Linked DNA regions of Hordeum vulgare: region 1 is linked to region 2. A link is a contact called in public Hi-C data. All regions are on one chromosome and are shown on one strand. The core of a region is the stretch at or near the end of the contact, and the rest is flanking DNA. Distances in the headings are between cores, read along the strand shown. Region 1 holds the start of LOC123428225. Region 2 holds the start of LOC123428222.

What was found. Hi-C and Micro-C count contacts between places; a contact is called where the count stands out from the background.
Region 1: a contact with region 2 is called in a Hi-C map of leaf, with 1.6 times the contacts expected there. The contact joins the promoter of LOC123428225 here to the promoter of LOC123428222 in region 2. A contact is called at or near these places in 2 of 6 Hi-C or Micro-C datasets (leaf and seedling).

What each region holds. Positions count from the first base shown.
Region 1 is chr2H:640,720,086-640,726,207 of MorexV3_pseudomolecules_assembly, reverse strand. It overlaps LOC123428225, which reads right to left and starts at 1,455. Exons shown (of 12, transcript XM_045112415.1): 1 at 1,230-1,455; 2 at 1,087-1,150. The coding sequence starts at 1,240. It overlaps LOC123431115 (epoxide hydrolase B-like), which reads right to left and starts at 6,065. Exons shown (of 3, transcript XM_045114949.1): 1 at 5,847-6,065; 2 at 5,494-5,711; 3 at 4,510-5,374. The coding sequence starts at 5,919. The coding sequence ends at 4,727.
Region 2 is chr2H:640,448,288-640,455,152 of MorexV3_pseudomolecules_assembly, reverse strand. LOC123428222 reads left to right here and starts at 3,981. Exons shown (of 1, transcript XM_045112412.1): 1 at 3,981-5,115. The coding sequence starts at 4,169. The coding sequence ends at 4,798. It overlaps LOC123428221 (transcription factor TGAL6-like), which reads left to right. Exons shown (of 8, transcript XM_045112409.1): 3 at 1,292-1,535; 4 at 1,625-1,702; 5 at 1,871-1,930; 6 at 2,019-2,477; 7 at 2,593-2,811; 8 at 2,928-3,542. The coding sequence ends at 3,086.

The DNA.
Region 1 (6,122 bases), core at 206-2,705, 270 kb before region 2:
ATAGACAGAGAAATTTGCAAGGATACTCCCAATTATTGTGCAAACTTCCAAAGCTAAGGAATGGGCTCAATGAGAAAATACGGTTGCAAAAGCATTACAAACCTTAAAACCAAAATTTTGTGCATTCATTGCACGTGGAAAGTCACTGCATTTATGTAAGCATACGTAGGGAGCACATGAAAGAAAAAGACCTAGAAATGATTTTTGACAGGTCCAATCAAGTACTGACAATATTACTAATGAATAAGTAACAATGTAACACTACAAAATAGCACAAGAAGGTGTGATCCGATTTTCTTCCAGAAGCATTCATCAAAGGTTGGCGAGTAATCAGTGTTCCATATGAAAAATAAAACAAACAGCATACTTAGCAAAATAAGTACAGATAACATGATTCAGGTCATAATGTGAGCCCAATCTAATTGGATTCTTTTATTACCAATTAGGGTAATGTCAACTCCTATTCAGTTCCAAACATTGCTATATGTACCACTACATACAAATGTGTATGTGACAGATTTGCGCGGAAACCAGATATTTACTCAGTTCAATAGTACCTTCTGCAATTTTATCGAACAAAAAAAAATCCCCCTAATCAATCAAGCCTGTAAATACCAATGAAGAATCAAAACACTCTATTCCTTGGTTTAACCACATTTTCCTAGTGCTTTCGCCAATGCAAGTAAACAAATTGTTCACTTAGGGTCCTCGACATCATCCTAAGGGCCTACAAAAGCTCAACAAGTAGACCGGTTCACATGACACAGCAGTGTGCTCCGAATACAGAGAGTCATTATAGTTAATTAAACAGAGGAACGCAAACGGGCGATGTTAATTAAAAACATATGACAGGACGAGCAGCATTCCCAAACTAATCAAACAGGAACACCGTAACACAATCCCTCCATCGACAGCTTAATCAACGAATCCACCAATCCAAAACCGCCCCTGGTAAGCTCTCACGCGCAACCGAATTCTCAAACCCAACACACGCCTGCCAGAGCGAAGCTATTCTACCAACTGAAACCACCGGAGACCGTCCTAACGTGCATCGAGCCATGAAACATAGCGGGGACGCTTAATTACCTCGCCGGAGATCGGCCTGGGGATCCTCCGGAGGGACCGCAGCGGGTACAGATCCCGCACGCACCTGCGAGAGCAGAGAGAGCCGGGCATTAGGCGCGGAAACCCTAATTCGGCGGGGCGGAAACCTAGGTCGGTGCCCGTACCGGCGCAACATGGCGGGCGATGCCGGGGGAGGCCTCCGCCTCTCGGTCTGCTCGCCGCCGGGGAGGGTGGAGGAGGCGGAAGAGCGACGCGGCTCCGATCGTCCTGCAGGGTCACCGCCTTGCGCCGCGGGGGCGGGCCGGCGACGGCGGGGAGAGAGGGGGGAGCGGCGGGGGGAGAACGGGGAAGACGGCCGTGTGACGCGGCCTGGTTATGTGCGGCTTCGGGAGAATACGAGGCTTTCTTCTGGTAAAAATAAAAGGAATTGTTTTTCGAGTGGATGGTAAAAGGAATTACAGTATTTTTCTAGAGTATATTGCAGAAGTCGACTTCCCCAAACTTTTCCTCTGACACATATGATAAGCAATTCAAATAATTTTAAAAAAAAAAATCCTTGTCGCAAATATTCCAGAGCGAATCGCTTCTTTCCTTCAGGTGAAGAAGAAAAAAAAAGTGATCTCGCCGCCGCCACAAGGAGCGCTTTCTTTCATTGCCGTCCTTCGACGGCTCTCCTCCTCCGACGACCACGGTCGTTGATGGATGAGGGAGCGTCAGATTCACACGTGTGGATGTTTTAACTTTAGTAGGTTAGATTTTGGGTTGTTCATTAGCATGGCTTCGGTGGCGATAATTACGATGTTGAATAAAGATTCTTCAGATCCCGCCCCGAGCAGGTGATCGGTCTTGTGATTGGGGTTGAATTTAACAACAGCCACCGTAGATTGTTCAAGCAAGAACGATGCGACGGTGACGGCGTCCTTGTGGTGGACCTGTACACTCGGGCTTCTCTGTTGCATCGGTTTGGAGCTTGTGAGGTAGTCCAGGAACGAATGTAGATTGTGGACTGCATCGACGACATCTGAAAGATGGTGGATCAAGTGCTAAGTTCGTGGTTTGTTGATGGAAGGTATGGTTTCCTCCTCCGACATATTAGTAATGTGGGGGTGTTAGATCTAGAGTTTGATGGCATGTTCGGATTATTGCCCCCAGTCCGATTCGTTCAATGGTAACGATTTCGTCTTTGACGAGCCACATTAAAGGTCCGCGAAGGTACATATCAGCGATGGAGTAGCGTTAAGCTCCGGCGTGAAGGTGATCCGTTATTTTTTTCTTATGATGGCTGTTGTGATGGTGTGAGAAGCAGATGACGAACATTGGTGTCAAGCTGAGAGGTTTTTTTTTGTCTTGTTTGTAATTTTACATCTTGGTTGGTGTGTTTTTTTGTAAAGGCTAGTGTTTTGCTTTTTTTGTATTCCTATCAAATTGGTATATATGTGACTTGTATTATGATCCTATACAAACAACCGTTGGTATGCAACAAAAGATACTTCACCATTTTCATATCCGAAGACCATGCATGGTAGGAACCGTCCATCAATAACACCAACCAACCTGCTGGTGGAGGTGGCCGTGGTGGCTCCGGGGGAAAGTATCAAGTGCTTCCAGCCTTGTAGTACTCTCCGTGTTCTAATGTCAACAAATATTTTAAAATGTTTTAACGAAATTGAAAAAAATGTAAATATTCACAATAAACGTCACTACATCCCCTAAAAATTTCAGGTCCAAAATCGAAAGACACTATTCAGATTTGGATTCTTTTTTTTTCCTCAATGTGTGTTTCAAGTTTGGACCTGAAACTTTTAAAGCTTGTAGTAATATTCATTATTAACACTCATATTTTTTCCAAAAAAAATTAAAGCATTATTTTTTTTCTTTTACATTGAAGTATTGGAAATAACCCAAGGCTGGAGCACCAGATACTTTTCCGTACCTCCGATGGTCGTTCCTTATCTTGTTGAACCCGCACAATTAAAGGTTTTCCGTATGAGCATTGCTTTTGATGATTTGTTCTATGATGAACTACCGAGCAATGCAAAATGAGCTTAGATAGCTGCATATATACACCTTCAATGTTTTCATTGGAGGGATTTCCTTGCCGGGAATTAGCCCATTACGGAGATGCAGGAACAAAGCCAGCATTCGTGCATAGAAAGAACAAGTTTGTTCATGAAGGATGCAAAGCTTTCATGGGGTGGTTTTCTTAGGCTACAACAGCCGCTACCATAGAAGAAGGAATCATTCGTTAGGGGCCTAGACCATCACTTTGTCAAAAAAATTGAATTTTCATCGGGGGAGGAGGGGAAAGCCCCTCAACCACCTCAATATATTGCTTTAAAGGGGAGGGGAAAGCCCCTCAACCACCTCAATATATTGCTTTAAAGGGAAGGGGGAACCCCCTCCCCCCAACTCGAGTGACAGATTTACACACAGAGATGAGAAAGCCACAGGAGGGGACGCCGGCCAAGAGGTAGGCCGTTAGGTATCTAAACACACTAAGCGCACTGAGCCACACATCAATATGCGATCACTCCACAGTTTTCATCCTGCCTGCCACAGCACCGCGTCGTCAAGGTAGGCTTTCAACGTTGCAGCTAGAGATGGCGTGTCGTCCTGGAACACCACAGTGTTCCTCCGCTTTCAGAGCCTCCAACAGCAGTGGAGGACGAAGGCCTCTGGAGAGGCGTCACCAACCGCGCCCGCAACATCGAGGAGGTGAAGGGCACTAACCGAGGCGCCCTCCGGCGACACACCGAAGCACCTCCAAAACAGCACCGCGAAGGGACTCCCAAAAATGAGGTGATTGGCGGTCTCCAGAACCATCTCCCAGCACGGGCACCCAGCATGGTTTTGCAGAGGAGCACGTCCCCCGTGTGGATGTGCGACAGGGACAACAGCCACCCGAAGAACTTGACGCGCGAGGGGGGCAATTGACTACTGGAAGGTGGCCGTCTCAACCCCCACGCCGCCGAGGCGGTGCAGGGCATATACCGCTCTGGCCGAGAACCGCCCCCGGTCCCAAAGCAAAGGGGGGCCAGCGGAGAGTCCAGAGACTTGTTTCCAGGGCAACCATCCATGAGCCGCTGGACGTCAACACAATCATTTTATCAATCTTAAGATGACATATATCGGCTTAGTCTTTCGGAGATACTCGTAAGGATAAGGTATGTTATATTCATAGGAATGAATATATGCGCATCTGGATCCGTATTGTGTTTTAAAAACGGCACATGGATTTGAATATTTTGCTTAAAGGATACACATGGTGATCGCTGTGCAACAGTGCAAGGCAAGTGACCGTTGTCAGTTGCAACTCCAGCAGTCGTGCATAGAGAGGAGTTTGTTCATGAAGGATGCAAAGCTTTCATGGAGTGGTTTCTTTTGGCTGCAGCAGCCACTATCATGGAAGAAGAAATCAATGGCTTAATCTTTCAAAGATGCACGTAAGGATAAGGTCTGCGTGTATTCGTAAGAATGAATATATGTGCATACATATAAACTTCCGCGTCTGCGTTTGTATTGTGTTTTAAAAAAGGACATGAATTTGGATATTTGTTTGAAAGATACACGTGGTGGTCGTTGTGCAACAGTGCAAGACAAGCGACCGTTGTCAGTTGCAACCCCATCACTGTAAACAGTGTCATCCTCACCACGGCCGGGATCACGGGTGATCCTTCAGGAAGGCGAGGAGGAGCTCGTTGACCTGCGCCGGGAACTGCTCCTGCACGAAATGGCTGCCCTCCGGGACGAAGGCGACCTTGAGGTCAGGCGCGAAGCCGGCCATCATGCCGCCCCTCACGGCGGCCTCGAACCCCGGCAGCTTCATGACGTAGTCGTTCTCCCCCATCACCATCAGCACCGGCACCTCGAACCTGGCGTCCAGCTGGGTCGCCATCTTGTCCAGTGACCCGTACGGCATTCTGATCGGGTATCCGAAGCCGGAGTTCTCGTAGAGCTCGGCGTACACGTCGAGGTCCGCCTCCGTGAACCACTCCGGCAGCGGCGCGGAGCCGTCGGCGAGGTCCATGGTCTCCTGGCCTTGCTCGGCGACCGGGACCTCGCTGCCGGAGAAGAGCACGTAGATGGTGCGCACCACGCGCCGGACGTCGTACCGCCCGAAGTCCGCCTCCGCCCGCCCCGGCTGGCGCCACCGCAGCGGGTAGAAGCCCTCCGGCATGGTGCCGGCGAAGTCGAAGGGCACGGGGCTGAAGGGGATGCCCAGGCACGCCACGCCGCGGGTGCGGCCCGGGTGCCGCAGCGCGAAGTCGTACGCCGGCATGGCGCCGAAGTCCTTGCCCACGACGAACGCCTGCACGCACCGAGGAATGAAAACAAGAAAACAGGACGACGACGGTCACTCATGGGTCATGGCCGCTTGGGTGTTTTTTTTTTTGTGGATGCTGCGTTGCGTGCTGCGGTGGTGCCTACCTTGGGGATGGAGAGGGCGTCGAGGATGCCGAGCACGTCGGCGACGAGGTCCTCCCAGGAGGCCTCCTCGTGCTCCGGCGGCTGGTCCGACAGGCCGTACCCGCGGCTGTCCGGCGCGATGGCGCGGTACCCTGCCGCGGCCACGGCCTGCATCTGGTGGCGCCACGAGTACCATATCTCCGGGAAGCCGTGCAGGAACACCACCGTCCCAAGCTCATCTGCAAATGCAGAGCAACACAAATCATGCACAGATCCATTAGCTGCTCACTTGCTCTGCTTACTACTGTACATTGTATTTGGTGGGCTCGCCGGCCTGGTCGCCATGGCTATGCCATGAGAGAAAAGTCACTGACCTTTTCCTACTTGAGCAACGTGTAGGCTGAGGCCGCGGACGGGGAGCTGAGTGTGCTCTATCTCTTGCGCCATTGCTGCTCCTTCAGACCTCCAAGGCTCCAAGGTAGATGGTGAGATGCTTATCTTTTAAGTATATGCACGTAGAAAGAAGAATATTCTCTTTCCTGGATATACAAAGATGGAGTATACCGTTTTTGTGGCTTCCTGTAGCTCTTTAGTACTATGTAGCATAGCATGCATAGATGGAATCTACAATCTAGCGTAGGCAAAGATAC
Region 2 (6,865 bases), core at 2,732-5,231:
CGATGCCACTCTGGCTGCGGCACTGCTCCTCACCCTGAGCCCTAAAGCGATGAGCAGTGAGCCGGTGAGTGCGTCGCCATTGGATCAGCACCAGCTCAATCAGCAATCTTCCCGGGACACGTCACACGTGTTGAGTTTTAGCCGCAGGGAACCTAGGACGCACGTGAGGGCGGGCCGGTGAACCTGGACGCAAGGTCGGCCGGGTGTCCTTCGTGTGCGGTGGCCGGTGGGGTTCGCCGGCCGGGCATGGAGATGGATGGATAGATACCTTTGCGTGGTGTGCTGGAGTGGCGCGCGGATAGGCGGACAGGCCTAACTGGAGCCTCGGCTTTTGCCGCCAAAGCCATGGAAGAGGGCCCCTCCCGCGCCAATTATTGGAGCACCATTGATCCTCCTTTCTTCCTCCAGTGTGTGCTGGGCCGGTCGCAGCACTAGTTTTACTAGTAAAAAAATCCTCCACTACTCGTGGAGCTCCTGCATGCCAGGCAGAGATGCACGGTGCACATTCATACACGCCTGGGGCGTCTGGTGCCACCATCGCCGTCGATCCCATGGACTCGGCCGGCGATCGACCGAGCCGCGTCGAGGTCAAGAGAAACGGAAGAACCTTTGGAGAATTAGGTTAACCTAATTTGTCCCGGTAGTGCCGCGAATGATTACGGGCGCCGCGCTTTCCGCGACGTGACGTCAACGGTGATGAATTCGACCGCCGTCGCCGTCGCCGTCGCCGTCGGCGCGCTCGGCACGTAAGTGAACCCTTGGCAAGTGGCGACGTTCCATTTGTCCCTGGGCGCATCCGGGCGAGGCCAAAAGCCACCGCAAACCTCCTTTGCAAGCGCCAAAAGCCGAGACCCAACCAACCGGGCCGGACCACCCCCCGTCGCGCTGTCCTCTCCTCCCCGGCCCCCGTGTTTCGTCGCCTCCAGATTCCATCCTGGCATCGCCGCTCCAGCCCCAGTGGCCGGCCGTCCACTCGCCCCCCGGCTCAGATTCCCTCGTGTGTGTGTGTGTGTGTCGATCTGCGTTGCGTTCCGTCGATGCTCTGCGCCGATCTTTGGTGCGCCGTCACCGGCAGCATATATCATCTGTTGCGTACGCTGTCAGCTCCGTCGCACCGGCCGGCGGTGCTGGTCTGTGGTGCTCGGGTCACTCGGGGAGCATATCCGTTTGGCTCTGCCACCTACCTACCTCCTCCTAGTACTAGGCTCTGACTCCCCACGCACATTCCATCCACAGTTCCAGTGCTCTGCTTGCAGACTCCTGTGTGCTGATTCCTCTCCTGGTTCTTCAGCGGGACCGGCGGCGCGTCCCCGCCGGAGTACATGACCTCGGCGCAGTACGCGCCGGCGCCCCTCAGGATGGGGATGTACGAGCGCGCCCAACCGCCGCAGCAGCACCAGCAGCAGCAGCAGCAGCACCAGCTGCAGCCGGTGCTGGGCATGTGGAGCAGCGAGCCCTACAAGGTCGACAGCGGCGGCCAGGCCACCAGCGGGTCCAGCATCATGGAGCCCGACGCCAAGTTCGACCACGCAGGGGTACGTCAGTCAGTTATTACCGAATCTACGCTGGTTCATCGCTCTTTCTCTGCCATTTTCGAAGCTCATTTTGGCAGTGGTCTCTGCAGCTAGACGAAGATCCGCAGATGGACGAACTGGAGACGGCGGGCGACGCCGATCAGGAAGCCAGCAAGCCAAGAGAAAAGGTAACCATCATCAGATGTTTACCTGCATGCTACTGTACACTTAGTCTTTCTTAAATTAAATGTGCAATCAGGCAGTAGAGGTTACTGTTCTCCGAAGTACAATCAGCATCAGTTGTCCATTTCCCAAGCTAATCTGATGGATTCTTAATAAGAGATGATTCTATTCAGGTCTTGAGAAGACTCGCACAGAACAGAGAAGCTGCCCGCAAAAGCCGCCTCAGAAAAAAGGTACTTGCAAATTGAACATCGGAAGCCATGGCATGCTTCGTGTCGGTGACTGACTGACGCCATTGTTGTGCTCCTTCCTCCACCGCAGGCTTACATCCAGCAGCTAGAGTCGAGCCGGATAAAACTGGCGCAGCTGGAGCAAGAGCTGCAGCGCGCGAGGCAGCAGCAGGGGGTGTACGGGGGCAGCAACCCGGGGACGAGCCTGCAGCGCCACCACGGGGGCTCGGCCGGCCTCGGGTTCGCGGCGGCGGGGCAGATGATGGACCCCGGCGTGGCGGCGTTCGAGATCAAGTACGGGCACTGGGTGGACGAGCAGAAGCGGCACACGGAGCAGCTGCGGAGCGCGCTGCAGCAGGGGCAGGGCACGTCGGAGCTGGAGCTGCAGATGATGGTGGAGACCGGGCTCGCCAACTACGACGACCTCTTCCGGATCAAGGGCGCCGCCGCGCAGTCCGACGTCTTCTGCGTCATGTCGGGGCTCTGGAGGTCCCCCGCCGAGCGCTTCTTCCTCTGGATCGGCGGCTTCCGGCCGTCCGAGGTCCTCAAGGTACGTACGGTAGTGTTATTCAGTCAGAGTTCGTCAGAGGTCGGATCGGAATGACGATCACCGTTGTTATCGTCGTCGGCGGTGGTTGACCTGTGTGTGGGTGGCTGGCACGCAGATCTTGAGCCCGCAGCTGCATCCGATGACGGAGGCGCAGTCGGTGGCGGTGTACGGGCTGCAGCTGACGTCGGCGCAGGCGGAAGACGCGCTGTCGCAGGGGATGCAGAAGCTGCAGCAGACGCTGGCCGAGTCCCTGACCGACCCATTCGCCGCCCCCGACGCCTACATGGTCGGTGCCGTGGAGAAGCTCAAGGGCCTCGTCGGCTTCGTGCAGCAGGTACCAACTACCCAGCTTCTTCATGCGCCGATCAGCGCCGCCGTCGCTCGACCCATCCATAATCTGAAACTCTGAAGATTAACTTATGGCATGCATTGTCGTCGTCGGCGTTGCAGGCGGACCACCTCCGGCTGGAGACGCTGCAGAACATGCACAGGATCCTGACGACGCGGCAGGCGGCCAAGGGCTTGCTCGTGCTGGGGGACTACTTCCAGCGCCTCCGCGCGCTCAGCACGCTCTGGGCGGCCCGCCCGCGCGAGTCGGCCATAAGCTAAACTCTACTTCCTACTCACTTAGCAATGGCGGAAGCAGAGAAAGGTCGATGATGGCGCAGAAGAAGGTAGTACGTACGTACGTAGTAATCCATCCGCTGGCCAGCGGAGGACGAAGAGATCATCCATCTCGCTGGGTTGAAGGGAGAACCGGAGACGATCGAGGTAGGCATTCAGAGCCGCGCCGTATGTAAGCGCGCGCGCGCGTACGTGCTCGCTATCTTGCATATTTTCCAGATGATGACAGGGTAAACCAGGGTAATTAATCAGAGGTGGGCTGATCGAGGATGTGTAAATACTTCATATTTTGGTGTGATGATGGTGGATGGTGTAGCGATGAAATTGCTATAAGAAATTACACAGGGAGGAATTGTAGCGCTGGTGATCCGGTATATATCATGTAATTGTTTGTGGTTAGGGTGTTGATCGTACTGTATATGGAGGAAATGTTTTGGTAAAGCGCATCTAAATGTGCTCTCTAAGTCATATGCCAATCGATCTTAGGTCATGATTCATGCGGGTATTTTCTTTTTTCTTTCTTTTTTTATATGATTGGGTCAATTAGATGGAAAATAACTAAGGCATATAGACCCATGGAGTAAAGTGACCTAGCCGGTTCACTTTGTTTCTGAACAATGTAGGAGCTTGAATCCCCAATTTCATTTTGGTAGAGTTATGTTGTGACCCCAATTTATATTGTAAGGAAAGGAGGGGAAGATGGGAGGGGGAGGAGCCGCGCCCATACCGTGGCCAAGATTATTGCCAATGTGATAGGCTATAATTGTATTGTCTTCCATAAACAACTTCATTTGAGACCCAAAGTGTTCATAAGAATTTGAGTAAATTGCACACCACTTTGAAGGCTAGGTTTGCCAAAAAGCACTATAATACATTTTTTTTGGTAAAAAACACCATGTCTTCAGTAATCTTTTTGCACAAAACATTGATCGACGGATTTGCCTCGACTGAGCATGTTTATGACAGATGGGGCCCGCCAGTCATGTTGATGGGGCATCGTTTAACATCTTACATGTAACGACGACAATTGGTAACGTTATCATCATGTGTGAACATGTGGGGTCCACATGTCGTTGAAAGAAATGAAGGAAAAGAGTTTGGTTCCTCTTAACAGTGTACCCCCAAATCTCGTTCACCACCCCGCCGCCGCCCGAGGTAATGTCCGCCGTCGTCGTTGTTGTGCCCAAGTGGATGCAGGGGCCGTCACACGTCTCGACCCCGACCTAGGCAGGGGCCGCCATCGCCGCTCTCGACCCCGACTGAGGCAGGGGCCACCGTCTAGTTGCCGCATCGAGGGGAAGGCAAAGGACGCCACCAGTCCCGCCCCTGCCCCCGTCCAAGGGGAGGCCTTCCGCCACACGCCGAGGACACTATGCGCGCACTCCAGGACGACTAAATCGCCGGGGTCGCCGACCTCATCCAGGTTCATACGGCACTCGCGGCCATGGTTCTACGCCACTGTACCTAGAGTTGTTCCCGCGTGCCCTGCCCATGGGAACTCGACCGGCAACTCGGAGGTCGCGGGACGGCAAGGAGTGGGCGCGGAGGTCGCCGGACGACAACGAGTGGGCGGGAAGGTCGCGATACGGGCCGTCGTCCGTCTCTATTCTTGCGAGATTCTGGCTCGAATTGGAGCGGACGAGCACGAATCTATGGGGCGGAAGGGGGCGGCCCCTCGATTCTTGTCGGATCCATGAGAGGGCTGCTTAACAGCGACGACGTTCTTGGAGCTCAGGCGCCATGGCAATGGGCGGCGCCGGCGCTCCTGCATGCTTCTGGTCGGGAGAGAGAGAGAGATTAGGGAGGAGAAAATACCGTGATGAAATGCTGACAAGTAGGCCCTGTCCAGCAAAATGGTTCGACGTAACAGTGTTAGAAATTTTAAGCCACATCAGCCTGACTAACGGCCCCATCTGTCATAAACATACTTAGCCGAGGCAAATCCACCGATCAATGTTATTTGCAAAAAGATTACGGTAGACATGATGTTTTTTGAAAAAAAATGTATTGTAGTGTTTTCTCCAAACCTAGCCTTCAAATTGATGGTTTTATGCAATTTACTCTAAAAAATTTATGTATGCCTATACGTGACGTGATTGTGAAGAACACCACCCCCCCCCCCCACCACCACCTCCTCCTCGAGGTTTGGACTCTAAGAAAGCTTTTGACTCGGTTAGATGAGAGTATTTGCTAGACCTAATGCATAAAGTAGTGTTTCTACAAAGGTTTATGGATTGGTCGACGCTCTTTCTCACACTTCAAACTCTTGTACCTTCTTACTAGGTTTCGAAAAACCCGATTCAACATGACAGAGGATCACATCAGTGAGAACACTTATTGTCGTTCTTGTTCGCCTTTGCCATAGAGTATTGACTCCTTCCAACATATTTTAGATTTGGGGACAACCAACGGGGTTTTCATAGATTGAGAGGAGAGTGCAAACGTACGCACCTCGCTCTATGACGATGCGGCGACCTTCATCACATATATGAGGATATTAATATGCTTGAAAACATTCTACATAGCTTTTGCAATGTCATTGGCCTTGTTACAAACATGCATAAGAGTTCATTGGCCCCATAAAATGATGTGATATTAACTTAGATGTCATTGTTTGCGCTCGGTTGACTTTCCAACACTTTGTCGACAAGATTGCGTGCAATGTTATGCGTGGACATGGGAAATTTAAGACGATGACAGAATGGGGCACATTTATTAGATTGGTAATTATGTATCAACATCGATTGTGTTACTTGAAGGTATTTTCAAGTTTGTAACCAAATTGCAACGAGCTCCTTTCTGGGTAGGATTCAATAAGGGTGTGTTTATTTCCTCGCATTAGGTCGGGCCAGGCCTGCGCGGGAAGAATATGACCCATTTGGTTGCCTAGGTCGCATCCAATTCGTGGCCTGCACGAACCTCAAAGTAGGTCTGGGCCTTGCTCTAGAGGAACGATTGAACCGGCCGTTTTTTGCAAGCCAGGCTCGCTCGAGCCACGCGTGGCGAGCGCCTGCATGCCTTGGGACGCACAGGAGACAAGGCAACTCCTCATAACTCCACACACCCTCTCCCGTCACCTCCCTTGCTAGTTCACACCCACTCCCTCTCCCATCACCTCTCTTGCCAATTCACACCCACTCCCTCTCTGTCACCTCACCGCCCGTTCGGTTTCTTCGATGGCCACGCCGTCGTCTCAGCGTGCCCCACCCACTCCGGTCATCATCAGCAACAATCCCATCCAAGAGAGGTGGGTTGACGGCCTCTCCGCAACCGTAGTAGATCTGTCGTCGGCACTGCAAGCTCCCTCCCCTTTCTGCACCATGCCGCCGCCCGGGGCCAATGCAGCGCCGGCGCTGATCGCTCCAACTCCGCTACCGGAGCCAGTGATCCTCTCCATCGGCTCGGACATCACGGGGATCCAATACCCGTCGGCGTCGTCCTTTGCAGGCCCCTCTTATGGGGGTATTTTTACCCCTGTACGAGGGTTTTCTCCTCTGCGTCCGGCGCAAGGGGAGGGGAGCTCCAGGATGCCGACGTCATCTTTGAGTAGGCATAGGATGAGGTCCACGGCCACGGGAGTCGGAATGGCCGGCTCCTCTTCATCGACGGCGCCAACACCCCTCTTCCCGCCGGGGTTGTCACCACGGTCGGCGTACGCTACACCGGCAACCCCCACTGTAAGCTCTCAAATCCCCCTATGCTTCTTAGTTAAGGTTCTTAGGGTAGTTCATAGTGTGTTAGATTAGATTGTGGCCCGTACATTT